Linked DNA regions of Oryzias latipes: region 2 is linked to region 1. The links are chromatin contacts, called in public Hi-C maps. All regions are on one chromosome and are shown on one strand. Each heading gives the region's core, a stretch centred on a gene start, on an enhancer-like site or on the middle of the called end of the contact. The rest is flanking DNA. Distances are from core to core; before and after follow the strand shown. Region 1 overlaps LOC101171448 (histone-lysine N-methyltransferase 2C). Region 2 holds the start of LOC101171448 (histone-lysine N-methyltransferase 2C).

What was found. A called contact is a pair of places that touch in the nucleus more often than the background predicts.
Region 2: a contact with region 1 is called in a Hi-C map of gastrula embryo, with 1.6 times the contacts expected there. The contact joins the promoter of LOC101171448 here to the enhancer-like site in region 1. A contact is called at or near these places in 2 of 5 Hi-C or Micro-C datasets (embryo and gastrula embryo).

Annotation. Positions count from the first base shown.
Region 1 is chr20:4,886,775-4,890,068 of ASM223467v1, forward strand. LOC101171448 (histone-lysine N-methyltransferase 2C) reads right to left here. Exons shown (of 75, transcript XM_023950188.1): 37 at 2,444-3,008; 38 at 1,577-2,364; 39 at 1,280-1,501. Among protein-coding and RNA genes, the nearest start is that of LOC101171448, 34 kb to the right of the region's middle. Within about 2 kb of position 1,672, at least 1 of the 8 cell types and tissues checked has an H3K27ac peak or open chromatin away from gene starts, as enhancers often do. A contact at or near this core is called in gastrula embryo, where this site is marked.
Region 2 is chr20:4,920,520-4,923,813 of ASM223467v1, forward strand. LOC101171448 (histone-lysine N-methyltransferase 2C) reads right to left here and starts at 1,502. Exons shown (of 75, transcript XM_023950188.1): 1 at 1,128-1,502. xrcc2 (DNA repair protein XRCC2) reads right to left here. Exons shown (of 6, transcript XM_023950347.1): 6 at 3,044-3,294. The coding sequence ends at 3,192.

The DNA.
Region 1 (3,294 bases), core at 422-2,921:
ACAACAGAAGAACATCAGAACATTTCTCAGACAGGAGTTTTAAACAAATATTTAAAGAGGTCCACTTGAAAAACATTTCCTGAAGTTAAGGTCCGGAAGAAAAAAAATGATGTCTAAATATTCAGTGTAATATATTTTTAGGTAGGAACAGGAACACTACCAGGACAATAGCAGGCATCACCAAGAAAACCAGATGAAAGGAGGCTCCACGAGCCCTCAAAGCTTCTTCAAAACAGAATGTCCATATGAGCAAACGTTTGAAGTTTTTCATTCTATCAGGATTGCATTTCAAAACTGGAAATTCCAGCTTAATTCAGCTGTTTAGTAGGAAACATTCCTGTGTCCCTTTTACAAGTTTCCTCACATCAGAAACTTTAATTGATTGAATTTTCCCTTACTGTCAAAGTGGATGCTAACAACAGGACGCTAACTTCAGCTGCGTCCAACTTTAAAGGTGTGATGGATAAATAAAGCAAAATAAGATCATGTAACTGTTGTAATACTGGTTTTCTCTAAAAAATAATATAAACATGAATCTGCATATGTCTGCATCTTTATTCTTGTGCTATTATCCGAGACCTTAGAGAGTCAGTCGCCGCATATTATGCAGAGCGACCAGGTACGTGGAAACAACTGTCTCCAGAAATTCTTACGTCAAGGAAGACTCCTGGTTTTGTCTGTAAACAGCCGCTTTACGTTTCTTTGAAGTCGCAGGCTCTTATTCAGTTTCCTCACTGGCTCTTTTCTCCCTAAAGAAACTTTCCAAAGACTATTTGTTTGGCTTTTGTTAAACTTTTGCTTTGGGCTTCTAACTTTGCGTTTTATGTCACGTGACGCAACAAGACAGGCGGATGCGGTGAACAGAATCCGGTGGTTTTCCTAAATGAAACTTCCTTCTGAATAAAAAAACAAACCAAAAAAAGCAGCGTATGCCTTTTTTTTCTTGTCTGCGGTGCGGTACTGGCTTGCGGCCTGGAGGTTGGGGAACCCTGATTTAATGGGAACAGGCAGCACATCAAAAACAGCAAGTTGGGGACACCCAAAACGTCAAAAAGTGAGGCGGAGGGAGTCCCGAAAATACATCCATGACCAGTTGGGAGTGAGAATGTGTTTGTTGCAACGACAACAAGAGCTGCACCATTTAAAAGCTGGGCGCCCATCGTATTAGTTTTGAGTCGAGACCAGATCCAGGTCTGGGTCCGGATCCGGACCGCTAGTTAGTGACCCCTGCTTTAGGAGCTTCTAGATGACCATGTTTCTTCCTCAGAGGGCCTCCTACCTGTCTGAGCTTCTCCTCCGAGTCTGCAAGCACACTCATTGGTCCATCTAAAGAAGGAGCAGCTGACATCATATTGGCTGTTTTTGACTCAGTCTGGGAGGAGCCTCTAGTCATGTGACCCTGCTCAAAGGGGTCCTGACCGGGGTTTAGGCTGGCCTCATCGGGGTTGCCCAGGTGCTTTGGGGTCCTTGGAAAGGAGTCCGGCTGTTTTCCAGGAGAACGCTGTGAAGGGCAAGAGGAGTGGCTGTAAAGATGACGGTCTCCAGCAGTGGCATCAGATTGGGAGCGCTCTCTTACCTGGTGGGGGGTCGGTGTGAAGGCCCCTGGCTCTGTAGACAGTCCAAGAGTCAGGGGGGAAGTACCACAGGCTCCATGCTGGGGAAGAAAACTCTCCCCTGCAGTCTGGCTGAAGGACTCCTGGCTCTTATGGGAGCAAGGTGTGGAGGGCTGCTGTGTGTACGGTTCAGTGGGGGGCCGTGGCGTCCCCACGGGCTGGCAGTAGGGGTCAGAACTGCGCTGGTTTACTGGAGAACGGGGAATGCGGTCTGAAGGGCGGGGAGTCCCAGGGTTGGAGGCGTAGGGTTCTAGAGGTGGGTGTGAGGGAGACGGGCGTTGGGTGGCTGGCTGCTGATTATAGTGGTCCAGTCTTAGTGCAGGGGGGGTGGTGAGGTAGGAGGGGTCAGAGTGAGAACGCGGTGTCCCAGGGGTCTGGGGGTTGCTGTAGGGATCTGGCGAGGGCCGGGAGCTCAGAGGAGACTGTTGGGAGAAGGGATCGCTACAGTCCGGGCGGGGGGTTCCAGGTGCCTGAGAATATGGGCTACGGTGGGGGGAGCCCAGTCCTGAGAGGGGGCTGGAGGGGAAGGAGAGGTCCTGCTGGGGCTGTGCAAGAGAGTAACCCAGATCTGCAGGTCGGGAAGGGTCCCTCCTTCCTCCTGCTGTGCTGCCCAACACCTCCTGCTGAAGCTGCAGCTGGGGGGGCATGGGGGCTTTGAAGACATCCCCACGTGTGTTCGTCCTCTGGTGGGTGTCCAAAGTTCTGATCCCAGAGGAGGGGCTTAACATACCGGACCTGCTCTGCTGCAGACCTGTAAGGAGGATGAGACAAGAGGAGTTACCAAGAGAAGAGGGAGGGTCTAGAAAGGAAAAAGCAACCGGTGGAGATACCTGTCTGAGGGCCAGGGACCCGGGGGGCATCTTTGGAGTCAGGGGACGGGATAGGAGAGTTCATGGCATCATGTGATGGGGAGGAGGTGAGGGAATTTCCCCGTTGCTGGAGCTGAGGGGTTGGAGCTGTTTGGGGGCGAGGGGTCCCTGGTACTTTACTATAGGGATCCCAAGGCGAAGAGGGGCGTGAAGATGGCGGAGAGAACATTTGAGGGGAGGAAGGGGGCTGATGAAGAGGAGAGGAGGCATGTGGTGAATGAGGGAGCGAGGACAGCCCTGATGGAGCGGGGGCTTGTGGACGGAGGAAGACATCATCTGCTGGAGCAGACCCCCCCTGAAGGTTGGGGTGCTGCCTGCCTCCTGGTGGTAAATGAAGGGGGGAGGTGCTGTCTCCAGAACCAGATTGATGGGTGTGGTCCAATAAGCTGCAAGACTCTGGCGACAGACAGTCGGGGCGCCGCTGGCTGCTGAGGAGCTGCTGCTGCTGTCGCTGCTCGTTCTTCACCTGCTCCAGTTTCTGTGTCGCCTCCATCTTTGCCAGCTGTTTGCTCTTCTGACGCATTTGCTGAGGAACATAATATGACATATGAAGAGACCTCAGGTGAGAAGTAGCGGTGCGATGGGCCATGGCTGTACAGAGTACAAGCCCCCGTGCGGCACACATGCGCACCGTAGACGTTATATTAAATATATGTTTTGAATGGGGGCGTAACGATTTATTGATTTCTATTCCTACAATCCAACCAATCTGTCTGAAGCAGAATCAATCGCTATAAGTTAAAAAAAAAAAAAAAAATCACTTAAAAATGGATTAATCAATATGGGAAAATACCATATGAATTGAGACATGT
Region 2 (3,294 bases), core at 252-2,751, 34 kb after region 1:
CTGTTTGAGGTTTTTGGTTTTTTGGGGGGGGTTTTGGCAGTGAAATGCAAATAAGGACAAAGACAACTCCATAAATCCACAAAAAAATAGCTATTTTAACTACACAGAAGACACTGATCTTCCTAATGCACCTGGAGGAAGCCGGTACTTCGAGATGTCATCTTCACAGCCTCTAATGCGAAAACTGTCACAGTATGAATGATCCACAACACAAAAGATCCACAAATGTAACACAGGAAGTTTTGACTGTTCAGAAGACACATTTCTAACTCTAATTTAACTTCTTAAATTTGAAGTTCTAACCCAGAAGAATTTTGGTCTCCTTTGTCAAATAAACCTACTCTCACCCATGATATATGACATCATCAACTGAGGAAGACCTTTGCTTCATGGAGCTCATCCTGGATCCACACACGAGCCAAAAACTATGTTGGAACATCAGAAACTAATCCTGAAGTGATCACATCTACACGACAGAGAACACCTGGACGACTCCTGGTGCACTGACCAGCTGAGCAAACTTTTAAGATCTAACCCTCATGGGGTTTGCCCTACTACCCCACATCAACTCCACTTCCTAACATCTCCACCACCTGACCAAAGAGATGTTGTTCCTGTACAACTAGCACATTAAACACCTCCATGAGTGACAGATGCTCCCAGCAGATCCTGTACTCCGGACAAGACTTAACTGACCCAGGTGAAACTGGACCAGGAGCTCACTTACTTGTCCAACAAATGAAGAACTAGGTCCTTAGCAGAACCCCTTCAGATAAAAAATTAGCTAGAACCTTCCGGGACCCCGCAGAACCTGTGACAACTGCTAGCGTAGCGTACTTGGTCTGCGTTAGTTGAACTCCAGACCATCGATGCCCCAGGACCGGTTCGGTGACAGCAGAACCTGCCAAAGCGGCCGGAAGCAGCTTTCGGTAAGCGCGCACGCGCTGCTTCACGCCATGAATTACAGTCACGCACGCGGACACGGTAACTAGCTTTTAGCCGTTAGCTTCCTCGCGCCTCTACAGCTGCTAGCGTTAGCTGTTAGCGCACCGACCTCCGTAGGGCCTCGGGGGAGCGGCAATAGCCACCGAGCTTGGCCGTGGGTTCGAGGGAAGAGTGGTCCTTACTGTTCTGACGCGGTTTTCTTCTTCGTCTGCAGCTTTCCGACCAGTCAGAACCGCGAGCTTCTCCCACAGAAAACCTCAGTTTCGTGGGTTTGCCGGCGCCATGCGCTCCGTGGAAGCATGCCCGTGGGTCGCTGCTGATAAAAACAGAATTTCTGCGCGTTAAAACGTCTGAAAATCAAAGTTGGAGCGGCCGCTCCGTCATGGAGGCCATGTTTGGGAGCGACCGAAGCACCGCCTGTCAGCGGCAGCAGGGGAAGTAGGTCCTAGAGAACCAGAGCTTTCGCCTTCACCGAAGCAAACCGAACCTCACGACAAGACAGACACAATATTCAGTCAGCCGAGGCCTGGATTTCGGTCACTCAGTGGTGCCGATTTAGTATCGGTCTGTATGCTGTTGTGTGTTGTGTAAAAAGTATGTGTGTGACCCCGCGGAGGGATCTAATGGAGGGCTGCTCCGGTGAAGCGGCTTGTGTCATCAGACCCGAAAAACCCGGAGCGGATCACGCCTGATCGGAACAGGAACGACGCACGTGCAAAAACGCAGATAAACAACGTGTACTTCCTTTCGCAGCCCGCCTTCAATAAAATAAAATAAAAAAATCACAAAACTAATTCACGAGTTTTAGAGCAGAGAACACGACCAGAACCAGACCCGAACATTCCCCACAAGGAAAAGCAACATTGATCAGAATTTAACTAAACATTAAAGTCACCCAAATTTAAAATATAAATATTCATAGAAATTAATCAACTGTTTTCTGTAGGCCTAAAACCAGGTCATCATTGTAAATGAGAAAACTGTTCTCAACTGATACTCCTGGTAAAATAAAAATTAAACTAAATCAAATTTAAATAAGCCATATGAAAAAGAAAGGAAACCAGATAATCCAGCATTAAACATGTTTTTACATCTATGACAAAATGTATTTTTAAGCATTTTGATGTACACTTTTACAGTCTTCTACATTCTGGGTGGTTCCTATCTACATGTTATGGGACATGGATCCATATCCATGCAGAAGCACCAAAGCTCACATGCTTATGTAGGGTTCAGATGTTCCTCAGTAACCCAGAATATGGAGCCTAAACAGTCTCCAGAACAAAATCCTGAATGAGTGATGTGTTTAATCTTCTGTATTGTTTGGAGCATGCACTTTTGGTTTACCTCTTCTAGAGCAGTGCTTTATTTTTTGTTTTTTTATTTTGTTATTGTGGTTTGAAGTGCTGCAGATAAAGTCAATTTCTTCTTGGTGGACAACTTCTCCCTCCTCTGGGCCCCCACATTCATGACATTGACATTTGTGCTTAAGATCTAATGTCCAAAACAACATCTGTCCAAAACTAAAAGTCCTACCTTAATGGGTAAATAACAAAAACTAAAAAGTCCCAAATATTGGACTCTGGTCTTCAGTAGTTCTTATAATAATAGGCATTTTATTCATTAAAGTGAACCCTTCTCTCCCCAAGATTATAAGAGCTAGTATGAATTTATTTCTATAGAATTATGGAATCTTGAAAGAGATTTAGATCAATGTGATTAAACGGGATTCTATCCAAATGACTTGAGATATCTTCTCTTTTCAATGTTCTAAAAAATACAGTAAGGTCTAAACTTGGGGGTCAGTGGCTTTTATTTAGTTATTTGTAGGAGTGGCTCACTAGGCATTTGAAAACAATTTTATTCACAACACCCTTGAAAGGAGCATTTATAACCAGTATTAGCTTCTCTTTTTCACTAAAGATTTCCTTTCTATTTAACCTCCCAGACTGTGGAACGGTTGACCCTTTACACAGCATGAACACAAGAGACCAGAACTGTTTTACAGTGCAGGGTATGTGGTGCAATTCTTTTTTTATTCATTTTTTATTAAAGAGTGCTGCTTATATACTTGTAAAACAACTGAAGACAGATTTGCTTGTTTTGTGGGAGAAAGTTTATTGTGAACTGCCACTTACATTGAAAACAACAAATACATCCACTTCACAGAGGGATATCAGATTTTATTAGAAAGTTTTTCATTGAAACGACAGAAAAATTTAGAACTTCTTCAGAAAAAAATAACTTCAGATAAACTGGACTCCAGCATCGGTGACACAGAAGGAGCTGATCCTGGAAGCCTTTGTCCTGGAGGAAGAGGAGCTGCAGTGGACACGAAACACTTGTCTT